Linked DNA regions of Mus musculus: region 1 is linked to region 2. The links are chromatin contacts, called in public Hi-C maps. All regions are on one chromosome and are shown on one strand. The core of a region is the stretch at or near the end of the contact, and the rest is flanking DNA. Distances in the headings are between cores, read along the strand shown. Region 1 holds the start of E330013P04Rik (RIKEN cDNA E330013P04 gene). Region 2 has its middle 11 kb from the start of Gm41879.

What was found. A called contact is a pair of places that touch in the nucleus more often than the background predicts.
Region 1: a Hi-C map of uterus shows a contact between it and region 2, with 4 times the contacts expected there. The contact joins the promoter of E330013P04Rik here to the enhancer-like site in region 2. A contact is called at or near these places in 12 of 39 promoter capture datasets (the 3T3-L1 cell line, 3T3-L1-derived adipocytes, the HPC-7 cell line and 9 more), 6 of 484 Hi-C or Micro-C datasets (embryonic stem cells, nephron progenitors and uterus) and 1 of 115 datasets of contacts at active chromatin or transcription factors (embryonic fibroblasts).

The regions. Positions count from the first base shown.
Region 1 is chr19:60,141,741-60,148,801 of GRCm38.p6, forward strand. It overlaps E330013P04Rik (RIKEN cDNA E330013P04 gene), which reads left to right and starts at 2,935. Exons shown (of 5, transcript NR_026942.1): 1 at 2,935-3,095.
Region 2 is chr19:60,024,575-60,032,033 of GRCm38.p6, forward strand. No RefSeq gene overlaps it. Among named protein-coding and RNA genes, the nearest start is that of Gm41879, 11 kb to the right of the region's middle. Within about 2 kb of position 5,872, at least 6 of the 459 cell types and tissues checked have an H3K27ac peak or open chromatin away from gene starts, as enhancers often do. A contact at or near this core is called in uterus, where this site is marked.

The DNA.
Region 1 (7,061 bases), core at 1,685-4,184, 110 kb after region 2:
CAATGCAGAAGCTCTTCTCGGGGTGTGTGTGTGTGTGTGTGTGTAAAACAACTTGTATCGGGGTATTCTTTCTGCTATTAATGTAAGTACCTACTTCATCTCTAGAGGTAACCCTTGCCCTCATTTGCTGCCTATGCCTTACACTACTCACTGCCCCACCCTACCTGCCCTTGGGGGGTTGGAGGTGAGGTGGCACAGAATTAGTGACTCAGACTCTGGATCTGCAGCAAACTCTTATGAACGCTGCTGCTGCTGCTGCTGCTGCTGCTGCTGCTGCTGCTGCTGCTGCAAACTCCTTTAATACTCTCCACCTACACCACCATTGGTCCCAAGAAAACACCTCTTCTAAACAGCAGTTCCCAATTGGCTGGCATTGTCTGCGTCAGCAATCCTTGGTATCTCAGGCAGTCCTCAGTTAGGTCCTCCCGCAGGGGATGCCTTTGAGGCTATGCAGCCCTGGCATTTATGCAGAGGCAGCTGTGCTGTTCCTGCTACACTCAAGAAGAGCATAGCTGGCCCTAGGTACAAGCTAAAATCATGGCAACTATGCTGCCCTCTTCCTAGAAGACATCTAGAACAAAGATGACAAACAACAGAGGAAGGCAAGAAGCCTTGCAAAAACTAGATGACCTCTTAGAGGGTGTGTTTTCTTCATCTCTATTCCTACATCCATTAACCTAGTCAGAGCAAGTCCGTGTTACTTTCAGGAAGACAGCTCTGATGGGCAAGAATTACTCTTGTGTATCCAGGGAAGATAGAAACATGGCACACACTTAATGTTCCTTTTAAAGGTTGGCTGTCAAGGAACCAGTGGATAGAAATTTAAGATTAAACCCTGATGGAATATGTCAACTACATAGTACCCCTAGCTGATTATCCACGCAGTCTGAAAACAACGCCCCTTCCATTCAGAGTTTCTTTTTCAGTTGCTGAAAACTCTGTCCTACCAAGCCCCTACCTTCTAAATATACAGAGTAGCATGCTAAATGGTAAGTTTCAGAAAAGAAGGTATTTCACAAATAACTGGAGCTAAGCAACAGTTAGGGTTTCTTTCTTCCAAAGATGAAGATCAGAATCCCAGACTCTGCTTAATTCACTCCTACACGGGACCTCTGGATTCAGCTCTTCACCCCTGAAGCAGCTCCTGGTCCCGCTTCTCCAAGTCCTTCTATGTATTAATAATGGCTATCCCCTCAGGGGCCTTGTTGCATAGATATCTGAGAGAGAGAGAGAGAGAGAGAGAGAGAGAGAGAGAGAGAGAGAGAGAGAGAAAGAGAGAAAGAGAGAGAGAGAGAGAGAGAGAGAGAGAGAGAGAGATTTGCCTTCCAAGGTAGTTTTTCTGCTCTCTGTTGCTTAAGCAACTGTCTGCTATAGGAATCCCCAAAGCTGCCAGCTCCCCTGGACTCAGGTCCCCAGCAAGGCCACCCCCCTACCCACTTCTCTCCCATCTGCTTATAATTTAATGCTCTGTGTGTTTTAATCATTTCATTAGGCATGTCCTTATTTTGAAATGCAACTAATTCTTCAGTTCAAACAAACAACCAGTGATCTAAAAATGAGAGCAGTCTTTACTCTGGGCTCCAGGTTGCCTCAGAAGAAATATCACACCTACTTTAAGGAGGGTGAAAGAGAAAAGCTGCCCCTAGTTTGTTTGTTTTAAGCCACTGACTTTCTAGTAAACATATTTCAGAGACTTTTGAGTCATCTTCAGAACTTTCAAAATCAACTTGAAGATGTTTTCTTGAGGATTTTCCCCTCTGAATATTTCTATAAGATCTGTTACTATTAATGTTTATCAGAAGGTGGGTTTAGAAGTGTCATAATTTTATATTTGATGACAACAAACACAAAAGAAAAACAAAAACTGCTTCCACTGTAACTTTGTCTCTTTCAGTATTTTCTGTATAGGAGTTTACATTTACTAAGGCAAAGAGAGTTATCCTTGGCTCTAAGAGGGAAAAAAATTATAAGCTAAGTCCTGAGATTATAGGGGGTTTGTTGTTGCAGTTGTGGTTTGGTTTGGTTTTGCTTTGGTTTTTGTCCCTGACATTCATATTTGTTCTACATCAAGAAATGATGAACTGGCAAGATGGCTGGCTCACTGTAAACACACTTGCCACCAAACCTCAGGACATGATGTCAATCCCCAAGACTTACATGGTGGAAAGAGAAGCAGACTCCTTCAAGTTGCCCTCTGACCTTCACAGTAGGACATGAGCTCACACACGTTCAAATAAATAAATAGAAAAAAAAATTTAAATTCAACTACTGAAGTCCCAGAGCTATGTGTAGGTCTAACATATCTTTGACATTCTGTACAATGTGAAATTGATGGTACCGTTTTTGCTGCTGGTACTTTGGGTTTTTTTGTTTGTTTGTTTGTTTTGTTTTTGTTGTTGTTATTTTGGTTTTTATTTTTCTTCCGGGTAATAGAATGTTCTTTTACCATTTAAGAAGCTTAAGTAACATTCCCACCCAGTAGACACTTAGAAAACTTTTGTTGAAGTTCAGTACTAAATAGGTAGATTTAGTTGCTCCTGTCTGTCTCAATTCCCTTTTCTGACTTAATAAAGATTTAAAATGCCACGTTTACAATCTGACCGGGATATTCTGTGGAGGATTCCCCTACAGTCACCAAACAAATCAAGACCATTTAGGTTTCGTGTAAACACTGAGATGGTGATAATAACCTATTAGAAAAGTAGTTTGGGAAGGATTGTTTTCGGACTTTTTTGGTTCGCTGTGAACAGACCTGATCATTTGCGTTGGTGCCTGACACAAGTGGTTCTCATGCGCCATCTAGTGGCTGCTGTGAAACTGTGCTGTGTCACGGGAAACCCTTTCTGAACAAGCCTTACTGTTGCGAATTCCTGTCCCGGTCGTCGGGCAGCCACTGGACACTTGCCCATCTTTCAGCCTTTAAATTGAGAGGAACCACCGAAGAACGCATGCACAGTGTTTCCCAAAAGCCCTGTATCCTTGGGAGCAACCAAGATGTAATCGGTCAGAGAAATGGTTTCTTCCTGGATCCATGTGAGTTAAACTGTTGTGGGACTGGAGACACTCGCGCCTGCAGAGTTGTGGTGACAAGCAAGGTAAGCCGGGTGACTTTTGTAACCCTTTTTCCCAGCAGAGACTACTCCTGTGTGTAGAAACCACGGCCTGGCAGCGACTTCTCTAACTCATAAAACTTGCTCTAACACACGGGGGAAAAAAGCTTCACTTAATCCAGTATCCTGTGTTGATTCCTGCCTGCGACATCTTAATTCTTACCCACGGGCAGGAGGACTGCTCTCGGCTGTGGACAGTGATGTGGATTTCACAATATTCAATAATCAGACTTTTCATGGGGGCTATTCCAGTCAAATATTGATTTAGTCAGAAAGGAGTGATAGAAATACAGCTCTGTAGGTTTATTCTTGTTAAAAGTCCAAAGTAGAGTGCAGACTTTGAGAGTTCTTCTTGCAGAAAGTATTAGCAAAAAGTAATGTCCAGGCAGCCCCAAGTGATACAAGACAGTTAGCTATGAATTTCACAAACATCATTAAATGTGTGTGGATGTAGTGCAGTACTGGAATGAGAGAAGATAACTAAAATTAAGATAAATAGCTTAGGAACTCACAGCCAGGGAAGCCGTAATTCACAAGTTTTCTAAGCTAGTGTTCTTATTGCCTTTAGGAATAGGAAGCATTGCTTCCAAAGCTGGGTTAACCACTCTTGAAAAGCATAAGGTACAAAGTAATTTACTCTCTTATTTCCAAGATTAAAAACCCTACGATAGTATTGTCCTCGCCCTTAATGCTTTCGGAGAAAACACTCATCCTACAGAAATACACATTTGTCTTCGGAACTCTGATCTCTCTCCTGTGCTGGGACTGGGGTTCACAGCATCTCAAACCCTGTTTCTCAGGCCTTATCTAAGGGTTATCTATTTCCATGGAAACACTGATCGACTTGAGACATCTCCAGTGCTCATATTTAGCAAAGTCTGTGAAGAGTGTCGATGTAGGGTATCCGATTATTACTCAAGTGAAGCCCCTGTGTCAAAAAATTCTAAGAATCATTATCTCCTTTTGAATACTGTTTGAAATTTTTGAATCCACTATCTGGAAACTGAAAGAATAAAAAAAATACTGGCTCATAAAAATAAATAAAAACTGTGGGTTTGTGTTTCTACTGTGGCATGCCTGCTAAAATGTCTACCAAGTGAAATTCAAAGATGTCCGCTTTTCTCAATGTTAAATATTCAATTTCCCAAATGTTGTTCCATGTTAAAATTTAAAGGGAGGGCTGGTTGGTTGATGGCTCAGTGGGTAAAATTGAAAGGAATTTTTTTCTAGATTTTTTTTTTTTTGGCAGTACCATGATTCATCAAAAACCTTGTTTGTACCATGAAAAGAAAGAAAACAAAAACTTGCAATATTCTAACATCTGGCCCATGCTATTTTCTAAGCTTTTTCATACATGCTTTATATACATCAAGTCCTATACCATAGCTCAGCTCACGCAAACCCATTTTCCCATAAACCAATAAAACACCTTAAAATACAGATCTGGAACTAAAAATAAATAACATTAATATCCTATTCCGTCACAGGCCAAGTAGGAATGAGCCGTTCTGCTAAAGCTGTCTTTGGTTGCCGGGATGTTCACTCCAGGCCAGAGGAAATCACTCGGTTCTTTCAGACGCCTTAAGTCTCCCTCCTGTCCACGTTAGAGAGATGTTGCTGAGATAACACAAGACAATCTCAGGGAGGTTCTGTGCTCCGGAGAACATAAAGGGAATGCATTGTTTCTCACAGTCTGGCTGGAAGGGTGTAGCACACGGTAAAATTAAGACCTCCTCCTTCATTGTGCAGCACAGTTGGGCTGTTTGATCTCTAAGTCCTTGGGTAATTGGAGTCTACACAGCATGTGGAATCTGGGTCTGAGCATCTCCCCCTCTTGCCCAAAGCCCTGCCTGGGGGCACGGTTCACCCCCTAGCTGGATTCTGCTTATGTTTGGGGTTCTGCTTTGACATAGGCATTGTTTGCAAGCTGGGAAAATGAGAACATGGTGGAGGCTAGAAAAGGAAGATATACCCGTTTGTTATCAGACACACCGAAGTGAATAGGAACCCAAGTTGAGAATGGCAGCTTCCTGCATGTGGGGAGCGCCCTCCCACATTCCACAGCCTCCCAGATACGGCAGGTTTCTGATTCAAGGCCCCCACACGGGTTTGTTTTTCACACCAGATTTCCATGGACTGCACCTGTCTGCTTCAGGTCATTATGACCTTTCTTATCTATGAGCTCTAAGGTGCCAGCGCTTGGTTTATACTTCATTCATTCAACAAATAACCCAGGCTGTGCTAGGTGCTCTGGGAACTACAAGCCCCTGCAATGAGTCACAGCATGCTTCTGTCTTCAACAAGTAGGAGTAACAGATGGACCCAGGTTGCCCAGGGCTTCTTTAAGAAGCACAGGCTGTAAGGAGACTCCACACACAAGCACGATATACCATAAATTAGAAACTTCACCTTTGAGCCAGGCAAGGCTGCTCCGGTTTGCTCACGCTGCCATTTCCTTTCCCGGGAAACCCTGGGTAGATCCAGGTTCCAGGTGCCTGAAGCCTATGCGATATATCTAGAGACCTGTTTTAAGAATCAGAGGACAAGATTATCAGAGCTAAACACAGGGCCACAGAGGGAGGCCTGCAAGGTAAGAGACTTCAGTAGTAAGCTTTGCTAGCTTCTCTGACAAACCCTCTTCAGAGAAAATAACAGTAATTATCAGTGAAAAGCCATTCACTTTCTCGAACACTCATGCTCAGACACAAGTGGGGTCATTCCCTCCCCCCACCCCCACACACATACTTTACAAATTGAATTGCAAAGAGTTTGGGATGCCTGTCTATGGTTGTCCCATAAGATCCTCTTTTTAGCTTCTCTACACCCAAAACAGTGACAAGTTACTGTGCCTGCCCCGGAGAGTAAAATTAGCGAATGACAATGAACTGGCTGGGGTCTCTATACACTCTGGTGTCTTAAAAGTTAAACCCCTAAGTGGCCTTTGACTTAAGTTGAACTCTGTGGACTCAGACTCTAGGTAGGAGGAATCTCAGAAGCACTGTGTGTGTGTGTGTGTGTGTGTGTGTGTGTGTGTGTGTGTGTGTGTGTGTGTGACACATGTCGGGGAGAGGGGTATTTTAGCAAGTGAGTTTCTCCAGTTTACTTTATATACTTTTTGAATAACAACAAGAGTTCTGACCTGTGATCTATAAGGGACATACCTTGTGTCTATATTTCCTCTGCCAGTGGAAAACAATGACTTCTCCCAAATCTTTGGCAAGTCTGTGAGAACCCATTTTCTTTCTTAGGTTCTTAGCACAGTCTTTGGTGTGTCTGCCTCAGATACACTATGAAAGTCCCTTAGGCCACAGCCCTGTATGGAGTTCACCAGACAGGAAAAATAATAGGTCTCATGTGTGTATTTGGTACTAGCTTAGAAACCCTGCTCTGTGGCCTTGGGTGAGGCACTTAACTTCTCTATGCCTCCATTTCTACATCTGTGAAGTGGGTTGATAGAAGAATCTTCTCAAGGGATGTTGTGAGGAACACTGTAAGTGTTAAATAGCATTGCTCCAGTAACTGTGCACTTCTGTGCAGAAATCCCAGATGGGGGCCATTCCAGTGGTCACTTCCCTTCAGAACCAACAGTGAGTTGTTTTCCAAATCCCCATTTCTTCAACTGTCTCTCATTGGAGTGGTCGTATATACTGGGTCTGTCTGTGGGGCACCAGTTTATCCTAGAAATGGCCCATTAAATAGCACTCTCAGGCTTCCCGGCAATTGCTAATTAAAGTGGCATTAACCCTAATGGGCTGGAAAGCGGGATTCTTGTTTCCCACTGTGGTTTCCAAAGGCTGAGCCCTGGCACCCACATGCCCGTTCTGGGCCACTCAGATCACCCATGCATGGACCCACTTTGGAGTGGGGGGGGGTGGAGCACAGAGGCACTAGTGAGGAGAGAGGAGGGGGTCGGGGTGAGAAGCGCCACAACTTCTAAATCTGCCTGTGTGT
Region 2 (7,459 bases), core at 4,622-7,121:
GTTTTTGGACCTCCTCCTGGTCGAAGAAGAAGGCCCAAAACAGGGCCTCTCTCAGAAGCTGTGTTGCTTTGGCAGTTCCCAGAAGCTGTCAGCTTCTGTGGTGCAGACTCTCACCTGTGCAGACTAAAATCCTAAGTTCCAGGGAGTCCTGGAACCAAGATGGTGACCGCTGCTCCTGAGGCTGAGGCCGTCTCCCGAGCCAGGCGGACACCTGTCCTCTGGTCCGGATGGTGGCCGGTTGTCTGCGGTCCGCCCAGGCTGCTGCCTCAGCGGCTCTGTGCTTCTGCCCGTCCCAGAAGCTGTCCGGTTCTCTGGCGCACCCTCTAACCTGTTCAGACTAATTTCCTAAGTTCTGCTGAGTCCCGGAACCCCTTTACTGAGTTTTAGGAAGAGTGGGGTATCTTGATTCCACACAGGGACTTTGAAAACACTATTCACTGATCTTATTAAAACAACCCTGCCTGTGGCACAGCTCTTAAGTACAGTGTAGAAAAGTCATGAGTAAGTTTGTTTATCTTCCTCTAAGACAAACACTGATCTATATTTGTGAAAATGGCAGAAACATAAGAGATTAAACAGAGAATCACATATCACCAGTTTCAGCTATTTTTTTAAATGGGAAACCCAGATTCTTAGCCTGTCTTTCTTCCTTGGGCTGTTTTTCTTTCAGCCTGGTCCTTATTGTGTTTTGAACAGTAGCATAGTCCTGTTCATCTGCTGACCCTCCTCTAACTAAGGACCTGATTCCTACCACAGCAAATCATCAGAAAGACTTTATTTTCATAGCTAATGGGGAAACCTCTGAAAAATAAATATGATTTTTTAAAAATTTAGACAGTGAACTTGGTAAGATATCTGATTCAATGTTGATGTTTTTCTCTGAGGCAGGGATGCTCTAAGGTGTATGGGATCTTTAAAGCCAGAGTGTAATCACTGTTTCAGCTCTACTTTTATCCTATGATGATGCCCATAGAGAACTGAGCAAAGACAAAAACTTATTGTTCCAACCCAAGGTCAGGCCAAGGCAATAAATGCAGCAGAGATTATAGGATGACTGGGCATGGCTTCTTACTAGCAGCCTTTGAATGTGTGTTCAGAAATACCTCACCTCGTAAGAGAGTGGTTCTCAACCCACCTAATGCTGCAACTCTTAATACAGTCCCTCTTGTTGTGGTGATGCCCAACCATAAAGTTACTTTGTTGCTACTTCACAACTGTGATTTTGCTATTCTTATCAAATTGTAAATATATGCAGGGTATCTGACATATGACCCCTGTTCACGACCTACAGGTCCAGAACCGCTGTTATAGCAAGTAAGCCCAGGAATGCTTCTGACTGAAATGTTGCAAACAAGCTTGTTTGTTCTTAAGAGTATTTTCAGAGAGAAGGAAATGCAAACCAGAGTAGTCATTCATTACACTGATAAGCCATCAGAAACAAATGGACCTCATGTAGGCTAGACATAGATGGAGCTTGACCATGATATTCATGTTGATGAAATTGGGCCATAGGTCCATGGAGCAATTGAAACTCATATGGAGAAAAGCTATGCCTTCTTGTGTAGGAGCAAAGATAATTTCTTATGTGAATTTTGTCTCAAGTGTTGACACTGCAAAGAACTAGGTTGAATGTAAGTTCAAAGTCTACAGGATAGAAGTCTTGATGGAAGCAGGTGGGGGGTGACAGACTTAGCTTGGTTTTCTCTTGTTCAAGTCCATTATATTCTGGCTCCTTTATGATAAATGAAGCATTTCATTATGAAAATCCACTACCAGTCTGTCAATGAGACAAAATTATTTTGACTTTTTTCTTTCCTCCATTTACAATATGATGTTTCTTCTGGCCTTGCTTTAAAAAAAAAATCATTTTGTGAGTGTGTGTGGCTGATGCCTGTTTGCATATGAGTATGGGCTTGCATGTGCCATGATGCATATGTGGAGGTCAGACGATAACCTCCCACTTTGTTTGAGACAAGCTCTCTTGTTTTTCACCACTGTGTCTGCTGGGCTGACTCATGAGCTTCTGGAGAACCCCCAGTCTCTACATCCTATCTCCCAAGAGAAGTGCTTGTATTATAGACATATACTACTACTTTACATGGATGCTGGGCATCTGAACTCAGGTCTTCACATCTGCACAGTAAGTTTTAGTCATCATGTCATCTCCCCAGGCCTTTTAATGTGAGCAATGTATTTGTGAAGTGCTTAAAAAGAGTCGGGTAATGATCTGCAGACATGCCCTGGAGCAAGACTGCTTATTCCTTTTTAGAGCTAAGCTTCAGCCCCACTGTCCCTATAAAGTGTGCACTGTGTTCTAACCAATGGCCCAATGATGCCAGAACTACATTTCTTCAAATATAGTTTGTGCTCCATGTTACATTTTTTATGACATAATCGTCACACTCAAGTAGAAACTGGAAAGCATAGATTAGTTCCCATTACATTGTGGGAAGCCATGCTTCACCCTCTACTATGATTATCTTACTTACAGAGTGGAGCTAATGCTAGTCATACCTATTTTCCAAGTTCTCCATGATGATTAGCTATTGGGACAATGGTATTATAACATAATACAAGATGAGATGTTTCTTTGGTTTTTTTTTTTAGGTATTTTCTTCATTTACATTTCCAATGCTATCCCAAAAGTCCCCCATACCCTCCCCCTGCCACTCCCCTACTCACCCACTCCCACTTCTTGGCCCTGGCGTTCCCCTGTACTGAGGCATATAAAGTTTGCACAACCAATGGGCCTCTCTTTCCACTGATGGCCAACTAGGCCATCTTCTGATACATTTGCAGCTAGAGACACAAGCTCCGTGGAGTACTGGTTAGTTCATATTGTTGTTCCACCTATAGGGTTGCAGATCCCTTTAGCTCCGTGGGTACTTTCTCTAGCTCCATTAGGGGCCCTGTGATCCATGCAATAGCTGACTGTGAGCATCCACTTCTGTGTTTACTAGGCCCCGGCATAGTCTCACAAGAGACAGCTATATCACGGTCCTTTCAGCAAAATCTTGCTAGTGTATGCAATGGTGTCAGCATTTGGAGCTGATTATGGGATGGATCACCGGGTATGGCAGTCTCGAGATGGTCCATCCTTTCGTCTCAGCTCCAAACTTTTTCTCTGTAACTCCTTCCATGGGTGTTTTGTTCCCAATTCTAAGAAGGGGCAAAGTGTCCACACTTTGGTCTTCATTCTTCTGAGATTCGTGTGTTTTGCAAATTGTATCTTATATCTTGGGTATTCTAAGTTTCTAGCCCAGATGAGATGTTTCTTATATAACAGTTCAGACCATGCAATTGACAACCTGTTGTCTACTAAGAGACATCTTATAAAGTCCGGCAGTGTATCGTCACTCTGAAGTGGTGTGGGAAGGGTGCTGGTGTAAGTGCATGTGTGCGAACATACAAGGGCACCATACATCTGGAGGCCAGAGGCCAGTGTCAGTCATCTTTTCTATTACTCTCCACGTCTTATTCTTTTGATACTTTGTTTATTCTCATTAATCCTGAAGTTCATATGTTCAGCTAGCTCAACTAACCAATGAGTTTCAGGAATACGTACTCACCCACATTAGTGGTGCAGTTACAAGCATGTACCACCACCCTGGATTTGTTTACATGGAATCTGGGGACCTAAATTCAAGTCCTCAAGACTCTGTCTTAGGTCACAGTCAAATAGAAAATCTTGTGTTTTCCAGTCCTAAGAGACTCTCAAGTGTTACCCTTTTCTCCCCTTACATCAAGTCCATATCTATTTTTTGTTAATGTAAATAAGTGTTTTTAGGGTTTTTGCCCAGCACATTTGTCCCTTGTACACCAGCAAGTGCAAAGCTATACTCTACAGCGGTGTGCTTTGAGCATCTTCATTGCTATCTCTGTGCCATGGTCATCTATCTGAACGTTCAGACAGACTGGGCAATGAGTAAGTTTCAGCTCTTAAGATCTGAAAGGCAGCCATGTGTAATTTATTACACACTAATCTCCAACCCCACCTTAACAACGGATTTCACAAGCATTCAAACTTCATATTGGCTGTGTGGTAAGACCTGTTTTCTGTCTGGATACCCAGGTCTCTCCTTCTTTCTATAGTCTCTGGTTGGTGTCAAGGAATAATGAATACTTCACATGCTAAAAGGCAGAACTGCAGAATTGCCTTCAATGAGGACTCTCACCAGGACACCAGAGCACAACAAAGAACAATCACTTTTGTTTTTTTTGGGGGGGGGGAAGCTATTCATTCATTTTCAACTTTTCAAAAAAAAATGAGTTACCTTCAAGAAAATTGATTCTGTGACATTCCTAATATGTGTGTGATCCACAAGAACTTCAGGGAAAAGGGTGAGTTTCTTCATGCAAATCTTTGAATAAACAATTGCTTTAATGCTGCTGTCCTTGGCCGACTCTTCATATATGAAGACAAACCTTTTCTTCCAGCTTTTCTAAACTTTCCCCATCAGCATATAAATAAACTATACTGAAACATGAATGTTAGTGTAATGACTGTAAGGATCAGTCAATCCCACATGCCTTAGCTTTTTAAGTGTGGCATGTCTAGACAGCATTTGAAGACCATGTCTGTCAGACATTAAAAATGAAGAGCCATTTCGTTGCCTTAAGAATGTAAATAGATTGGGATTGCAAGAGAAGCCCAAGAGGGCCAGGAGAATGAATCAAAACATGCAGCAGTATAGGGTAGGGTGTGGAGGGAACCTTTAGAAAATCTCAGAGACCTGGGATGGGAGGGGCTATCAGGACTCAGTGGTAAGTGATGACATTAGCCAAAATGCCCAACAGTGGGAAGATGGAACCTGAAGAGACCACTTCCAGTAGATAGGCATGGCCCCCATTTGAGGAAGGGGTCCACCCACCCATCTAAAAATTTTTGACCCAGAATTGTTCCAATCGAAAAGAAATTCAGGGACAAAAAAAATGGAGCAGAGACTGAAAGAAAGGCCACCTAGTGACTGACCCAACTTGAGATCCATCTCATGTGCACACACCAAACCCTGACACTAATACTGATGTTATATTGTGCTTGCCGAGGGGAGCCCACCATGGCTGTCCTGAGAGGCTCTACCAGCAACTGACTGTGACAAATGCAGATACTTAACAGCCAAACGTTAAATTGAGGTCAGGAACTCCTGTGGAAGAGTTTGGGGAAGGACTGAAGGAACTGAGGAGGATTACAACTCCATAGGAATAAGAACAGTTCCCTCAGAGCGCCCAGAGACTAAGCCACCAACCAACGAGCATACACGAGCCAGGCCATGCCCCTGGGCTCATGGGTAGAACAGGACTGCCTTGTCTGGCCTCAGTGGGAGAGGAAGTGTTTATTCCTGTGGAAACTGGATGCCCCCAAGGAAGAGGGATGCTGGCAGAAGTGGGGTGGGAGTGGGTGGACAGCTGGGGGAGTACCCTCTCAGAGGCAGTGGGGTAAGGAGGATGGGATGATGAACGGGGGTGGGTGTGGGGAGGGGGAAGGGAACCAAGAGGAGCAACTTGTAGAATGTAAATTAACAAAATAATTTACAAAAAAGAAGATAAATAGAAGTGAGTTCAGAGATGACAAAGGGAAGAGTATGCATCCCTGTCCATATTGTGTGTGTGTGTGTGTGTGTGTGTGTGTGTGTGTGTGTGTGTGTGTGTGTGTGTTATTTTCCACAGAGAGAAGCTCATCTCTTGGCTTAGATCCACCTTAGTATTAGCCTCAGTGCTTTCTCTCTCTCCCCTTGCTCTAAATCATTATTGAGTTTATTACTTCTTTTCTCTCTTGCTGGAGAAGATTAATAGCCTTCCCTGGGCAGAGGGAACTCTGCAGAGCGTGGTGGCTCTATAAATAGCACCTGCTGCTAATTCTCCAGTGCCCAGTATCTCCCCAACACATCTTGGTCTTTAAACAATTTGTTCAGAAGGAGAAAGCTATGGGTCACTGTGCACTTTGGTGTTGCTTAAAATGTGCTTTATGGATAGCGAATTTTTCTCCAGGAAGTTTGGCCTGGCAGAGCCTTTAGAGAACTCAGCCTTCTCACCCCTCTCCAGAGGGGCATACCTCACTAACCAGACTTGAAGGCTATCACAGAGCTGGCTGGACCCACTGAGCGTGCCAGGTAAATGTTTTGCCTGTGAAGTCATTTCTTATTTCTTCTCTCAGTAGATTGCAGGCTCAATTGCACTATGCCAATAGCCAGGAGGACAAGTGACCTCAATGAGCTATAAAACAGAAAAACTGGGAAAGACTGGGAATTGTGGAATGCAGAGGCCTGGTGGCCTGTGGGTACATAAAATAGGATATTTTTTGGAGAATATAGATGAGAAGGATGATCAGTCATTGACATTCAAAAAGCCAAATTCAGGTGGTAATGGGAACAAGAGAACACCTGCCTACATGACTCCTTGTGTATGGGTTAGCAGATACATACATGTTGGAGGAGTGGTTGGAGGAGGAATGGATGGGTGGCTGGTATTTGGATAGATGAGTAGATATATGGATAAGTGAGCAGACAGATGGTTGATGGATGGATAAACAGGCAGATGAGTGGGTGGATGAAAAAAAGGATGCATAGTTGAAAGCACCTCATCTTTTCACTACAAGATAGCATTTCCCAACCACAGAACAAATGACAGTATTGGATAGGTACTTCCTGGTATGGGGCCCAACATCACCACTGAAGGATGTCTAGCAGCATCCTTGCCTCTCCACCTAGGCATCAACAGCACTGCTCAAGTACGACAACCACATGTCCTGATAGACTAAACTGCACCTGGTTTGGAGCCACGGGGCCGAGGGAAGTTTAGTTTTCTTATTTCAGAGATCTATTTGCAGATGACCTAACTCAAAATGCACTGCTCTAAGTAATAACACACCATTATAATGCTTGAATATGGGAAGCTAATATTTTAATACTGTCACTAAAAGTCTTTTATTTTCTCATACGCTTCATTTGGGGATAACTTTAGTCACTAATACAGAGTGTGCTACAGGAGAAATACTGTGATCATTGCATTAAGGATTTATTGTCTCCATTCTCTTCAGCTGTGGGCCCACGTTTGACCATAGTTCTGGGGCAGAGCAAATGGTGACTTTATTCAGTTATTATCTAAAAGTTTAAAGTGTAAAAGGTTGTAAAATCAGGGCTTTTACATTGGATCCAAGTTTGGTTCCCAGCATGCAAGTTAACATGTAATTCCAGCTCCAAGAGGATTCAATGTCCTCTTTTGGCTACTTTATTGTGCATACCCTATACAGACACATATTCATATATATAATTAAATACAAAATAAATATTTATTTTAAAGATGGTTGTGGCAACTTTAGAAGGTGGAGCCTCACAAGAAGTATGTCACTGGTAGAAGACCTCAATGTTTATAACCTAGAGCTATTTCCTGTCCCCTCACAGATTCCTGATCAGATACAGTATGACCAATACAGCATGATCCCACCATGTTCCTGTCAGCA